Linked DNA regions of Pan troglodytes: region 2 is linked to region 1. A link is a contact called in public Hi-C data. All regions are on one chromosome and are shown on one strand. Each heading gives the region's core, a stretch centred on a gene start, on an enhancer-like site or on the middle of the called end of the contact. The rest is flanking DNA. Distances are from core to core; before and after follow the strand shown.

What was found. A called contact is a pair of places that touch in the nucleus more often than the background predicts.
Region 2: a Hi-C map of stem cell-derived neural progenitor cells shows a contact between it and region 1, with 4 times the contacts expected there. The contact joins the enhancer-like site here to the promoter of SRFBP1 in region 1. A contact is called at or near these places in 1 of 7 Hi-C or Micro-C datasets (stem cell-derived neural progenitor cells) and 1 of 1 datasets of contacts at active chromatin or transcription factors (stem cell-derived excitatory neurons).

The regions. Positions count from the first base shown.
Region 1 is chr4:119,716,302-119,723,616 of NHGRI_mPanTro3-v2.0_pri, reverse strand. It overlaps SRFBP1 (serum response factor binding protein 1), which reads right to left and starts at 5,970. Exons shown (of 10, transcript XR_010157317.1): 1 at 5,756-5,970.
Region 2 is chr4:120,176,578-120,183,231 of NHGRI_mPanTro3-v2.0_pri, reverse strand. SNCAIP (synuclein alpha interacting protein) reads right to left here. Exons shown (of 13, transcript XM_054684545.2): 7 at 1,610-1,723. Among named protein-coding and RNA genes, the nearest start is that of SNCAIP, 120 kb to the right of the region's middle. Within about 2 kb of position 3,686, at least 8 of the 24 cell types and tissues checked have an H3K27ac peak or open chromatin away from gene starts, as enhancers often do. A contact at or near this core is called in stem cell-derived neural progenitor cells, where this site is marked.

The DNA.
Region 1 (7,315 bases), core at 4,721-7,220:
GAAACAAGGTCTGGCTCTATTGCCCAGGCTGGAGAGCAGTTGAGTGATCTCGACTCATCACAACCTCCATCCCCCTCCCGGGCTCAAGCCATCTTCCCACCTTAGCCTCCCAAGTAGCTGGGACTACAGGCACGTACTACCATGTTTGGCTAATTTTTCTGTATTTTTTGTAGAGACGGGGTTTCACCACGTCACCCAGGCTGGTCTCAAACTCATGAGCTCAAGTGATCTGCCGGCCTCAGCCTCCCAAAGTGCTGGGATTACAGAGTGAGGCACTGCACCTGGCCAAAATTATTTTTGTATAAAGAGGACCCTAATTTTATCATATGGATGATAACTCATTGTTGATTTTACTTTTTATTTCTGATGAGCAACAATTTTTTAAAATACCTAGAGTGCTTAGTGATTATCTACGATTTAACCATTATTGGGCATATGCTGCCACCTAGCAAAACTTCCCAGAATAGTTTAATAACTAAACACAAATTGGTTCTTACGGAAAGGCCCTAATTTAATATTTCAGAAAAAAATTATTAAAAAGTACTATGCACCTAATCATGACACAAGTGTTTTGTAACTTCATAAGCGCATACAAACGTGGTTCTTGACATTCTTATGTTTTACAATATGTGGAGGAAACTCATTTTGTTCTTTGGCACTTTAGTTTCTACCTTTACTGTCTTACATGAAATGAAAAGCAATTTTCTAATGGGCTTAATGGTAATGTGCTATCAAACAATAAAATAGGCCGGGCGTGGTGGCTCATGCCTGCAATCCCAGCACTCTGGGAGGCTGAGGCAGGCGGATCATGAGGTCAGGAGATCAAGACCATCCTGACTAACACGGTGAAACCCTGTCTCTACTAAAAATACAAAAAAAAAAAAAAAAAAAAATTAGCTGGGCGTGATGGTGGACGCCTGTAGTCCCAGTTAGTCGGGAGGCTGAGGCAGAAGAATGGCGTGAACCCAGGAGGTGGAGCTTTCAGTGAGCCGAGATCCTGCCGCTGCACTCCAGCCTGGGCGACAGAGCGAGACTCCATCTCAAAAAAAAATAAAAAATAAAAATAAAATGTCAGTTGTACATATAGGCCTTTGGCCTTCCTATGAAATTAAAGCACTCCATCAGATTGCTACACCTCCTAAATCTGATTTTTACATATCACTGCTGCCTAAATTTTAGAAAACAGATGACTTGAGAAAATCTAGCTCTAGTTTTGCAAATTATTTACGCACTAAATGCTATGGCACTGTTGTTTTCAATTGTGCATTTCTCCTCTAGTTCTAATGGAAAGGGAGGAAAAAAAGCATTTAGGAGATTTTCCCTCTCATTTGAACATTAGTTGACAGTTATGCTATCTATGCTTTCATCTGCCCATTATATACCTACTTCTTATTACCTGTAGACAAGGTACTGTGCTGGAGGTTAGGGAAGCTGCTATAAAAGCAATTAAAAATTCTCTCTTCAAAGTACCAAAAATATGCAATAAGTAATCATCAAGATAGAGTAAAAAGTGATGGTTTATTTTTTAGAAGAGTAAAGATAAATTTTTACTTTACTTCGCAAGAATAACAACAAACTTTAATCTTAATCTCTTTCCAACATACTTAGTATTGGAAGTTCTGGCCGGGGTAATCAGGCAAGAGAAAGAAATAAAGGTATTCAAATAGGAAGAGAGGAAGTCAAACTGTCTCTATTTGCAGATGACATGACTGTATATCTAGAAAACCCCATTGTTTCAGCCCCAAATCTCCTTAAGCTGATAAGCAACTTCAGCAAAGTCTCAGGATACAAAATCAATGTGCAAAAATCACAAGCATTCCCATACACCAATAATAGACAAACAGAGAGCCAAATCATGAGTGAACTCCCGATTCACAATTGCACAAAGAGAATAAAATGCCTAGAAATACAACTTACAGGGATGTGAAGGACCTCTTCAAGAACTACAAACCACTGCTCAAGGAAATAAGAGAGGACACATACAAATGGAAAAACATTCCATGCTCATAGATAGGAAGAATCAATATCGTGAAAACAGCCATACTGCCCAAAGTAATTTATAGATTTAAAGCTATCCCCATCAAGCTACCATTGACTTTCTTCACAGAATTGGAAAAAACTACTTTAAAGTTCATATTGAATCAAAAAAGAGCCTGCATAGCCAAGACAATCCTAAGTAAAAGGGACAAAGCTGGAGGCATCATGCTACCTGACTTCAAACTATAATACAAGGCTATAGTAACCCAAACAGCATGGTACTGGTACCAAAACAGACATATAGACCAATGGAACAGAACAGAGGCCTCAGAAACAACACCACACATCTACAAACATCTGATCTTTGACAGACCTGACAAAAACAAGAAATGGGGAAATGATTCCCTATTTAATAGATGGTGTTGGGAAAACTGGGTAGCCATATGCAGAAAACTGAAACTGGACCCCTTCCTTACACCTTATACAAAAATTAACTCAAGATGGATTAAAGACTTAAACATAAGACCTAAAACCATAAAAACCCTAGAAGAAAACCTAGGCAATACCATTCAGGACATAGGCATGGACAAAGACTACATGACTAAAACACCAAAAGCAATGGCAACAAAAGCCAAAAATGACAAATGGGATCTAATTAAACTAAAGAGCTTCTTCACAGCAAAAGCAACTATCATCAGAGTGAACATGCAACCTACAGAATGGGAGAAAATTTTTGCAATCTATCCATCGGACAAAGGGTTAATGTCCAAAATCTACAAAGAACTTAAACAAATTTACAAGAAAAAAACAACCCCATCAAAAAGTGGGCAAAGGATATGAACAGACATTTCTCAAAATAAGTCATTTATGCAGCCAACAAATATATGAAAAAATGCTCATCATCACTGGTCATTAGAGATATGCAAATCCAAACCACAATGAGATACCATCTCACGCCAGTTAGAATGGCGATCATTAAAAAGTCAGGAAACAACAGATGCTGGAGAGGATGTGAAGAAACAGGAACGCTTTTACACTGTTGGTGGGAGTGTAAATTAGTTCAACCATAGTGGAAGACAGTGTGGTGATTCCTCAAGGATCTAGCAATAGAAATACCATTTGACCCAGCAATCCCATTATTGGCTATATACCCAAGGATTATAAATCATTCTACTACAAAGGCACATGCACATGTATGTTTATTGTGGCACTGTTTACAACAGCAAAGACTTTGAACCAACCCAAATGCCCATCAATGATAGACTGGATAATGAAAATGTGGCACATATACACCATGGAATACTATGCAGCCATAAAAAATGATGAGTTCATGTCCTTTGCAGGGACATGGATGATGCTGGAAACCATCATTCTCTGCAAAGCAACACAAGAACAGAAAACCAAACACTGCATGTTCTCACTCACAAGTTGGAGTTGAACAATGAGAACACATGGACACAGGGAAGGGAACATCACACACCAAGGCCTGTCGGGTGGGGGGAAAGGGGGAGGGAAAGCATTAGGAGAAATACCTAATGTAGACGACAGGTTAATGGGTGCAGTAAACCACCATGGCACATGTATACCTATGTAACAAACTTGCACGTTCTGCACATGTACCCCAGAACTTAAAGTATACATATAAAAAAAAAAGATTAAAGTTTGAGAAGAGTCAATGTAAGTAGTTGGGAAGCTAGTACAGTAGCTGTACTAGGATTCTAGTGGTGATGGAAAAGAAGTGAAAAGATTGAAAGCGAATTCAAATTATTTTTCAGATACATTTCCTCCTTGAAGAAGTTAATTCATTTCTTCTGCCTATTTTCTGAGATAGTTTCTTTTAATTTCTATGAGGTATTTCCTATTAAGGGCATTAGCCCTTTGTCATATTTGCTGTATTTTTTTTCTAGTTGTTGTCATTTTTCTTTTCTTTGGTAGGTTATTCAATTTTTATGTAGATAAATCTCTCTTTCCTTTTGTGGGTTTTTTTTCCCACTAATTTTAAATTATAATATCCTCCATCATCTCCACTTTTTTCTGTCCTTTTTATCTCCTTCACATTAGAACACACTAGACTTCAGTGGTGGATGTGTGTAGTTCCTGCTTTCATAAATTCATTTAATCACCTAGTAAACATATGTGCTACACATGATAGACACATAAACACAGGAAGACAGAAACAGTTACATAAGTGTTTCCAGAGGAGAAAGCAATCTGGGTGCACAAAGAATAGACACCTAACCCAGACCGAGAGGAGTTAATGAAGATTTCCTAAAGGTCAAATTTTAACTGTTTTGAAGAAGAACAAAAGTTAGCTAAGTGTTAAAAGAGTCTTTAATGACTCATCTCCTGTCATTTCCATCATCAAAGTCATTACAAAATTTGATATGAAGCTCCCTGGGGTTGAAATCCCAGGGACATTACTCTGATCTTTCATACATCACAGGTAACCTAATGCAAAATAGCCCACCAAACGCTTTCTGGCACAAAGCATAAGCTTAATGTATGTTTATGAGTAAATAGTGACTGCTTTCAGCTTCCCTCTTCAGCATATCCTGTAGTCCACTGTCAACTGAAATCCTGACTCGTTAATCTGGCAGCAGAGAATATATTTCAGTTTTATTTCCTTCTTCATCTCACAAGTTCCCATCAGTGAAGAGTTACCTATCCCTGTATTACCCACGGGTTCTTCTGCTACTAGCCCTTTCCTGCTTATACCAGTCCCTCTGCCTGGAATGACTTCTTCCCCTTTCCTGAATCACTGACTGCAATTCCTGTGCAAGATCCCTAAAGACCAAGGACAAGTATCACCCACTTCATTCTGCCGCCTTTGGAAACTTTTCTGCATTACTAGGTTTTGGGGGCATTCTTCACACATTGTTCTGTAACACAGGTGAGTGTTGCTTAGCTGTCTCACTTGAGTATAGGTTACTAGAAAATATGAAATATCCCTTACACTACTGTGTATAATCTAAACAGTGACTTGCTCATAAACGGGATAAAGAATTTCCTTTCTGTATCTAACTGTGAGGTCCTTACTCGATCCTTATGTTTCCAGCTTACTTTAAGACTTTGGATGACATTACTTTGTTGAATAGAAGCAGAAACCAAAGGGGGATAAGTGGTAGAAATGGTATTTTGTCGACACCGCACACTATGGAAGTGACGGTGGTGAGAACAAATGTCTGATGAGAATGGACTGAAAAAGCAGAAAAAAGAATTGAGGATAGCAAGTATAAACAGCTCTTTATTGAAGTTCTGCTGTAAACGGAAGCAAAGAAATAGGACACTAACTGGAAGAGGAAACGAAGTACTGAGCATACAGTCTCATTCAAGACCACCAATTTCTTAGAAGCTACAGCTCTTACTTTCTCTCTTCATTTTCGACAGGCAATAAAGAGCAGGTACTGTGTACTGAAAGTTTATTAAGGGTCAGGCACTTGCAAATACTTTACGTATCTCAGTTAATCTCACAACCCTGGGACGAACTATCTTGAGCTCCGCTTTACAGACGAGAATATTGAACATACAGGCTAAAGGGTCTTCCCAAAGTCCCACAGACATAAATTCGTGGGGCCAGACACATGTCTCTCACTTCAGTCACCTGGAGACCGAAAAGGGAAATTACCGGTTGCCAAACTCCAAGTTGCGGGAAACCCGCCTGGGCCCACCACGAAAGTTCCTCCAACCGCACCCTCTATGCCCGCCTCCAACCACGCGTCTCAAAAGAGCTGGTTTTGAGGACCCTTAAAGTCAGCCCCATAGGTTCCTCGGCGCTCACCTCGTTATTGAGGTTCAGAGTTCCCGGCTGAGCCATGGTAGATGAAGGAATATGATCCGCCGCTGCCTGCACGTGAACCGGGTCTCTCAGACCGCGGCTGCGTCGCCACGCCCCTCAACGGAAGCCTCTTCTGTCCAAAACTCATCCGCCTTCTGCTCTAGCTGCCGCCTGGGAACAAGAAATATTGACTCTTGGAAGGGAAAACCGGAACTGAGACAGAACAACTACCGGCGCAGAGCGCTACGCAACGGAATTGCGCGTTCCTATGGAAACCAGATGGGGGCTGGTAGCTGGGCAACGTCTAGTTTTTCAAGATTCGGTTTTTGTTTGTGTGTGTGTTCCCTTGGTACACTGCGCTCGCATTGTACCGGCCTTGGTTTTTCTCTCTAATGGCTAGGGGGGCTCTGAACGGCGGTGAAAGAGCTCTACTGAAATGATCACTTAAATGAACGATTTTTTGCTTCCATTTTTTTAAATCTAGTATTTGTGAAGATTTCTGCTTTTCTAACAAGCACACCTTTTTAAATCCTCGCAGTTTTTTGTTCCAACCTCACATTATAGCTGAGGTGCGGACATTTTTTTCCTGCACACTATAGAAGGGTTTAAATTTAGGGAATGAACATTTGAAGCAAAACCAGGATACACATTTGGTACTGCCTGTGGGAATGGCTGTTTATTAGCCGGCAGGCATAGGAGACGTAAGGGAGTGTGTTTGAATTAGGTAATGTGTTTGAATTAGGTAATGTGTAATTGTCAACACCTTCTAGTACTGACCATTAAAATGTGTCAAATGGTGGTCCAAGAGCTTTACATAAATTAGCTCCAAATCTCCACAGAAATCCAACAAGATAGAAATTATTATCCTTTTATTAATATTATTTTGTTAGAGACCCAGTCTCTCTTTGTCATCCAGGCTGGTGTGCAGTGGCACAGTCATAGCTCACTGCAGCCTCAAACTCTTGGGCTCAAGCCATCCTCTCACCTCAGCCTTCCAAATAACTAGGACTACAGGAGTGAGCCACCCTACTCTGCTCTGAACTATTATTTCACAGATGTGGAAAGTGACTTCAGAGGCACCAAGTGCCTCGCCCAGAGTCACTTGCCTGGGACTGTCCACTGCTACAGGACTTCAAGTCCAGCTACATAATACCTGGGGTACAGTGCAAAATGAAAATCCAGGCCCCTTTATTCAAAATGCAGGAAAAACGTTTCTTCCGGCGGAGGGTGGTGGCTCACGCCTGTAATCGCAGTACTTTGGGAAGCCTAGGCGGGCGGATCACCTGAGGTCGGGAGTTCGAGACCAGCCTGACCAACATGGAGAAACCCTGTCTCTACTAAAAATACAAAATTAGCCGAGCCTGGTGACTCATGCTTGTAATCCCAGCTACTCGGGAGGCTGAGGCAGGAGAATCACTTGAACCTGGGAGGCGGAGGTTGCGGTGAGCCAAGATCACTCCAGACTGGGCAACAAGAGTGAAACTTTGTCTCAAAAAAAAAAAAAAAGTTTCTTCCATAGCGTCTCTTGACTCTTCATGGTGTTTGTTAATTTACTATTTAATA
Region 2 (6,654 bases), core at 2,437-4,936, 460 kb before region 1:
GATGGGGACTAGTAAGTACAATGCACAAAGAACACAGAGTAAGTATAATATTTCAAAGACAGTGGTTTTTACAAATTTTAATGCAGGGCCTGCTCCTTTCTCCATTTCATAAATTTGGTACAGTTAAAAATCTCTTCAATGAGTAGTGTGAAGCACTCCAAATATTATAATGTATTGTTAGATAAAACTGCAAAAAAAAGTCTTCTTCAGCTATATCAGTGCCTCTACAAACAATCTGCATACATTTTCTATACAAATGGGGACAAAACAGGATCTGGCCCTGAAGTGAGAGAAACTGAGTTGAAATCTAGTCTTTGCTCTTACTAGCCATTAGACCATGTGCAAGTCATGTAACTCTCTTTCTTCAGTCTCCTTCCTCATCTATGAAATGGGGATAAACACAACAAGCTCTCACAGGATTGTTTTGAGGAATAAATGAGAGAATGTACACAAAATCCAATGGCGTGGTGCCTGGCACACATAGGAAACATTTTACATGTATATATAACATATAAAAAACATGTTTTTATGTAATATATATTATACACACACACACACACACACACACACACACACACTAGTAGAAGTTACCACAGCACAAAATAAACTATCCCTAAGCATGACTCCCACTAAAGAAAGACTGTGGTAATAGTGTTGTCTACTTTTTGAACTTGAGATTGTCTTACTTGAAAAAGCATAATCTCTTGTTGACAATGCCACAGTTTACTTCTACTGGGAAAGTTTATGAAGCCAGAGAGAATATAGTTAAATGCATGAGAAGCAATTTTCTTTGCCACAAATACAATTAAATCTATTTTAACACAGTACTATTATTTTTTAAGACTGAGATTGGTATTTTGTGGTTCCAATTTTTTAAAAAGATAACTCACAGTCACATTCTCCAAAGGGATGTAGTAATTTTTTTTTTAACTGCAAACACTGGATTGTGATCTGTGTACACTAATTAATGTTGGGATTTCCTAATATGGAAATTGATTGCAACTGAGAGCCATCTGGTTAGTGTGCTTATTCATCTTTAATTGAGTGAGACTGCCTTGATTAATGTCTTATAAAGATTTTCCTTTTAACTTTGGGTTCAAGAAAATGTGTCATTGTTCCTTTTGATAAATGTTAAATGTGTTTACTGTAAAAAATTTGGAAAATACTGAAAAATTAAAAAAAATAGAAAATCGAAGCCACTTGTACTGCTACTCTGAGTGATAACTACTATAAACATGTTGTGACATAATTTTTTTTAGTATTAATTTCTATTTCCCTTTATCTCCAAAATTCAAAGCTGGTGCTAAATTATAGGACCAGTTTTGTATCATACATATTTGTTTAGTACTATATAATGAACATTTTCCCATAAAATGTCATCAATGGCTGCAGCTTCATTATTTATCCAATATCTGTCATGGGATATTTATTTAGGTTGTTGTAAACTTTTTTTCATTTAAAACAAAAATAACAACAAATATCATTGGTTATATACCTTTGGATACATTTTTGATGATTTCTTATGTTTGGATTTTGATGGACTAATAATAAAAAAGTAGGAAGATTATATGGTACACAAAGGGAAGATACTTAAAAAACTCCTTCATACCTGGCCATAGCAACCTGCGTAATGAATAAGGCTTGGAAAATCCTTAGAACAACTCAGTTCTGCAATGGCTTCTGTTTCGCTCACCATCCACCGTACGCACTCCAACTGACCATTCTAGGTTTTAAAAAAGAAAGAGAGATGGAAATTCAAGGTAACTCAGGTTTGAAAAATACATTAAAGATGGTAATTTCACCAAGGAAAGAAATCATATAAATTTTGGCATTTATATCAGGCTTAATTTATATATGATATAAAGATATCACCTATTATATTCCTGATCTGTGGATTTGGCTCGAAATCAATTGCAGAATTTTTATTTAAGTTCATTTTCATAATTGTAATCAGTTATTTTAAATTCACTTTAGTAAGGTATAATTTGTATACTATAAAATATAATCTTTTAAAGTATACGGTTTGATGTATTTTGACAAATATGTATACTCCTGTAACTATAACTTCACTCAAGACAAAGAACATTTCCATTACCCCCAGAAGTGTTCTGGTACTCTTTGGTTCTCACCCTCCTCTCATTTGTCCCAAACAACCACTGATGAGATTTCTGTCACAATAGATTACTGTATATACTCTTGTGTCTGGCTTCTTTTACATAGCAGGCCTTTGGGACTCATCCAAGCTACTGCTTGTATCAGTAATTTATTCCTTTTCTATTGCTGAGAAGTATTTCATTGTAGAATTAAACCACAATTTACTTATCCAATAACTTATTGATAGATATGTGGATTGTTTCCACTTAGGGGATATTATGAATAAAGTTGCTATGAATTTTTTTTTGTGAATAGTGAATACATGCTTTTATTTCTCCTCGGTAAATAACGGAATTTCTGAGTCGTATGGTAGCTGTATATTTGACTTAATAAAAAGCCACCAAACTAGTTTCCAAAGTGATTGCCCACTTTATATCACCACCAGCATCATATGAGCATTCTAATTGTTCCAAAACTAAGCCAACACACGGCATGGTCTTCAGTATTCTTCAATTAAACTTCATAAGATGCACAACTGTTTTCCAATCTCCAAAGAATCATATTTGTTAATGAAAAATCAGTAAACTCATATTTGAAATTAAAAATTTCATTAAGGGATGAGGTAAATATCTTAATTAGTAAAATATTAAACAATTTTAAAAAGGGAAATTATCTTTTATTATATACAAATAATATAACTATGGATACAGAAAGTAAAATATCCTCAACTTTTACATTTTTAAGGAAACCAACCCTCTTGACCTTTAGGATCAAGTAAAAGTAGGCAGAAAAAAAAGAGTAGGATTTTCTTATAGTCGTTTATGAGTATTTTTTACCCTCATAATTTTAAAAAAATTTCTCATAATTTTTAGAAACTTAAACTTCTCTCAAAAAGCAATCAAAGCATGTAAATAGCTACAATATAGTCCATACATGTCTGTAGAAAATGTTCCCTACCACTTATAGAGCAGTATGATATATAAACCCAGATACGTATCTCCTCGTGATTAAAACCCAGATTCTGATATGGTTTTAAATCTTAATCTGCCACTTAGTTACAAGACCATGGACAAATTACTTTACCTATCCGATACTCAATTTTCTTATCTGTGAAACAGTGAAATAGCAGGGATAATAGTAACTACCTCATAGAGTTACCATGAAGATTAAATGAAATAAAGCATGTAAACTTACTAAGCAGACAATACTTGTTACCTTCTATTAGAATGCTCTCTTAGATTCTCGCAATAACTCTGTCAGACAAATCAAACATTCAACTGCCTTCCTAGTTTGCAGCTTGTGGGATTTTAGCCCAGGAGAAAAGAGGTATGGTTGGCAGGGAGCCAAGGGAGGCTTCACTGAGGGTAGCATTTAAATTAGTAGAATAGGATTAGTTTCTCTTTATTTTAGAATTCTATCATTTAACTGCTCAAGGGTAAAAATTTATTCTAAAAGGAGGACAATGAGGTAATCTGCTCATTCTTCATTTTATTCCATTTGGATAATGGAACGCCCAACTATTCACATGCAGATTCTATTCTCCGGAGGTATTTGCCCTAGGAGGTTGTTCTGAATGAGTTGGCTCCCTGCTCCTCTGGCTGGATCTGGCTGATGGAGACAGTGGCAGATCAGGAAAGGAGAGTGAGTTTGAGGCCCTCTCTATGGGGTTGCCATTGGCCATCTGAGTCCCTTAAAAAGCCCAAAAGTAAGCCAGTCCTTTGTACTCAGTCCTTTCTATCTCAAGTTCTTATAACCACTCCTTTCCCTTTCCCAGCTTTGGGGAGGTAACCGTGTCCTGGCTGTTAAATAAACACCCCAGGGTACTGCACTTTCCTTTACGGACCCCTTACCCTCAACCATCCTTTTATATATAATCCCTTAATTACAGACTTTCCTTAAATTTCGCAATTGGAGCATGCCAAATGTTTCCTACCAGGATTAAAAACGAAAAACCACTAACACACAAATACAATGTGCTTCATTCCCGCTAAAAGAAGAAAGGAATAGCAACCATATTGATCATTTACTAGGCAAGACGGTTTACGCAAACTGGCGTTTACACAGAACACAGAAATGTGAGGCAACATTTCTGATTTCTGATTTTAGTAATGTAGGTCTTCTTTTTTTTTTTTTTGGTCAGTTTACCTAAATTAGGCATTCATTACTTTTTAAAAATATTTTCATAGAACTAAATGCTGTTTTATTGACGTCCTCTATTATTTTTCTATTTTTTATTTTATTTCTTTTTACTCTAACTTTTATTATTTCCTTCCTTCTGCTTGCTTTGGATTTACTCTGCTCTTCTTTTTCTAGTTTTCTAGGGTGGAAAATTAGGCTATTAATTTGAAGTCTTTCTCCTTCCCACTTTCCTCTCCTCCTCTTTTAATAGAGGCATTTACAGCTACAAATCTCCCTCTAAGTGCTGCTTTAGTTGCATCTTGTAAGTGTTGGTATGTTGTATTTTCATTTTCGTTCATCTATAAATATTTCCTAATTTTCCTTGTGATTTCTTAACACGTTGATTTATTTTGACATGTAATTCTACATATTTATGAACATCCCAAATTTCCTTTTGTTATTGATTTCTAATTGCATTCTATTATGATCGAAGGACATAACTTTGCATTTCGATCCTTTAAAACTTATTAAGACTTCCATAAAAAAGGATGAGTTCATATCCTTTGTAGCGGCATGGATGAAGCTGGAAACCATCATTCTGAGCAAACTATCACAAGGACAGAAAACCAAACACCGCATGTTCTCACATATAGGTGGGAATTGAACAATAAGAACACTTGGACACAGGCGGGGAACATCACACACTGGGGCCTGTCGTGGGGTGGGGGGATGGGGAAGGGATAGCATTAGGAGAAATACCTAATGTAAATGACGAGTTAATGGGTGCAGCAAACCAACACAGCCCATGTATACATGTGTAACAAACCTGCATGTTGTGCACATGTACCCTAGAACTTAAAGTATAATAAATAAATAAATAAATAAATAAATAAAAATAAAAGGTAAAAAAAAAAAAACTTATTGAGACTTGTTTCATAGCCTAACATTTGGTCTATCCTGGAGAATGTTTCATGTGTACTTGACAAGAATATGTTTTCTGCTATTGTTGGGTAGTGTTCTATTAGATGTCTGTTAGTTCTAGTTATTCAAGGAGGCAACACTTAAACAAAATACTGTTAGAAAGGCAGAAGGAAATATTATATCACTATTGTGAGTTTGAAACCAGTATTACTTGCCATAAATATAAATACTAAGAAAACAAACAAACAAAAAATTCTAGCAGGAGATTTTTGCCTGCCAAAGTCTATCGGCCTGGGGCCACTTGCTGTATTTAACATACAGCAAGGGGGTATCAGTAAGATTATGTGTTTGAAGTCACGTTATATCCAGATGGACACTTTGCTTTTTGGCTTAATCAAAAGGACTGAATGAGAAGTGAAAAGGGAATTAAGATTATTTCATTCCTAGACTGTTTAAGTCTTAAAATAATTACTTCTTCTGTCCTGTTTTAGAAAACAGACTGCTCTCACCTTTTAGAAATATTTCTTTCCAACTACTTTGCTTAATCATTTCTAAAGAAAACTCAATAATACCCTGAACTCCCACAGTATGTACTCTTGGGTATCCCAGAAGTGGTCAATAAATTCTGTATGTAACTGGCAGAATTTATTACGTTCCATTCCAGGAGTTTAATAGTGAGGGAGATGTTCTTAAGTCCTGATATGACTTCAAAGCCCGTTCCCAGGTAAATCTTTCTATTTGATACCTTATCCCTTACTCTGCTTCCTGTTAGCCAAGTCATATTATCTTAGCAACTTCTGTCCATTTGTACCAACTTTGTCTTTCCATGACAGCAGGGCCCTCAAAACTGTGTTTAATGAGGTGAAACACCACTAGTTGGTTACTGGTGTTCAAAACAAGGTCCTAAAACAAAATGGTGACTCTTTAGGACTCTCTCAATGTCATCAGTGTTCATCAAAATACACTGAATGGACTGAGACAAAATATGCGTCAGGACAGATTTCTAAAGAGGGAAGCACTTGTTATAAAATATTTGTATTTACTGCTTTTGTAAATTCTAGAATAAAGGAGTAGAACATTCAAATCATTTTCTGGAAGTTAAGTATGAAAAGCCTGAGACCTCAAACCTGTAAAAGTTTTTGAGTCTTATGGGTTTGAAATCTTTTTCATTAAAATGAAAAAAAAAAAACAGTGCTGTTTAAGTTTGCACACTGATGGTATAATGGCAATCTTATGTTGACTGCAGGAATATAAGAATGAATTGAAACTTAATATGGATATCATAGAAGGTGTTTATGCTGAAGATTGGCGTAACAACCACTAAGTTTCTTATGTACCTTCTACTCAGAGATTTTTAATCTATCAAAACAAGCCCTAGGGCATACAAATTTAAAAAAATTATTTTCTTCTACCTATATAAATAATCTACCATTAGGAAGACTAATGAGAACTGTATTTTATAAACACTAAAACAGCAAGGCAAATCTTAACACTCATTAGCACTGCAAGAATATTTATCAC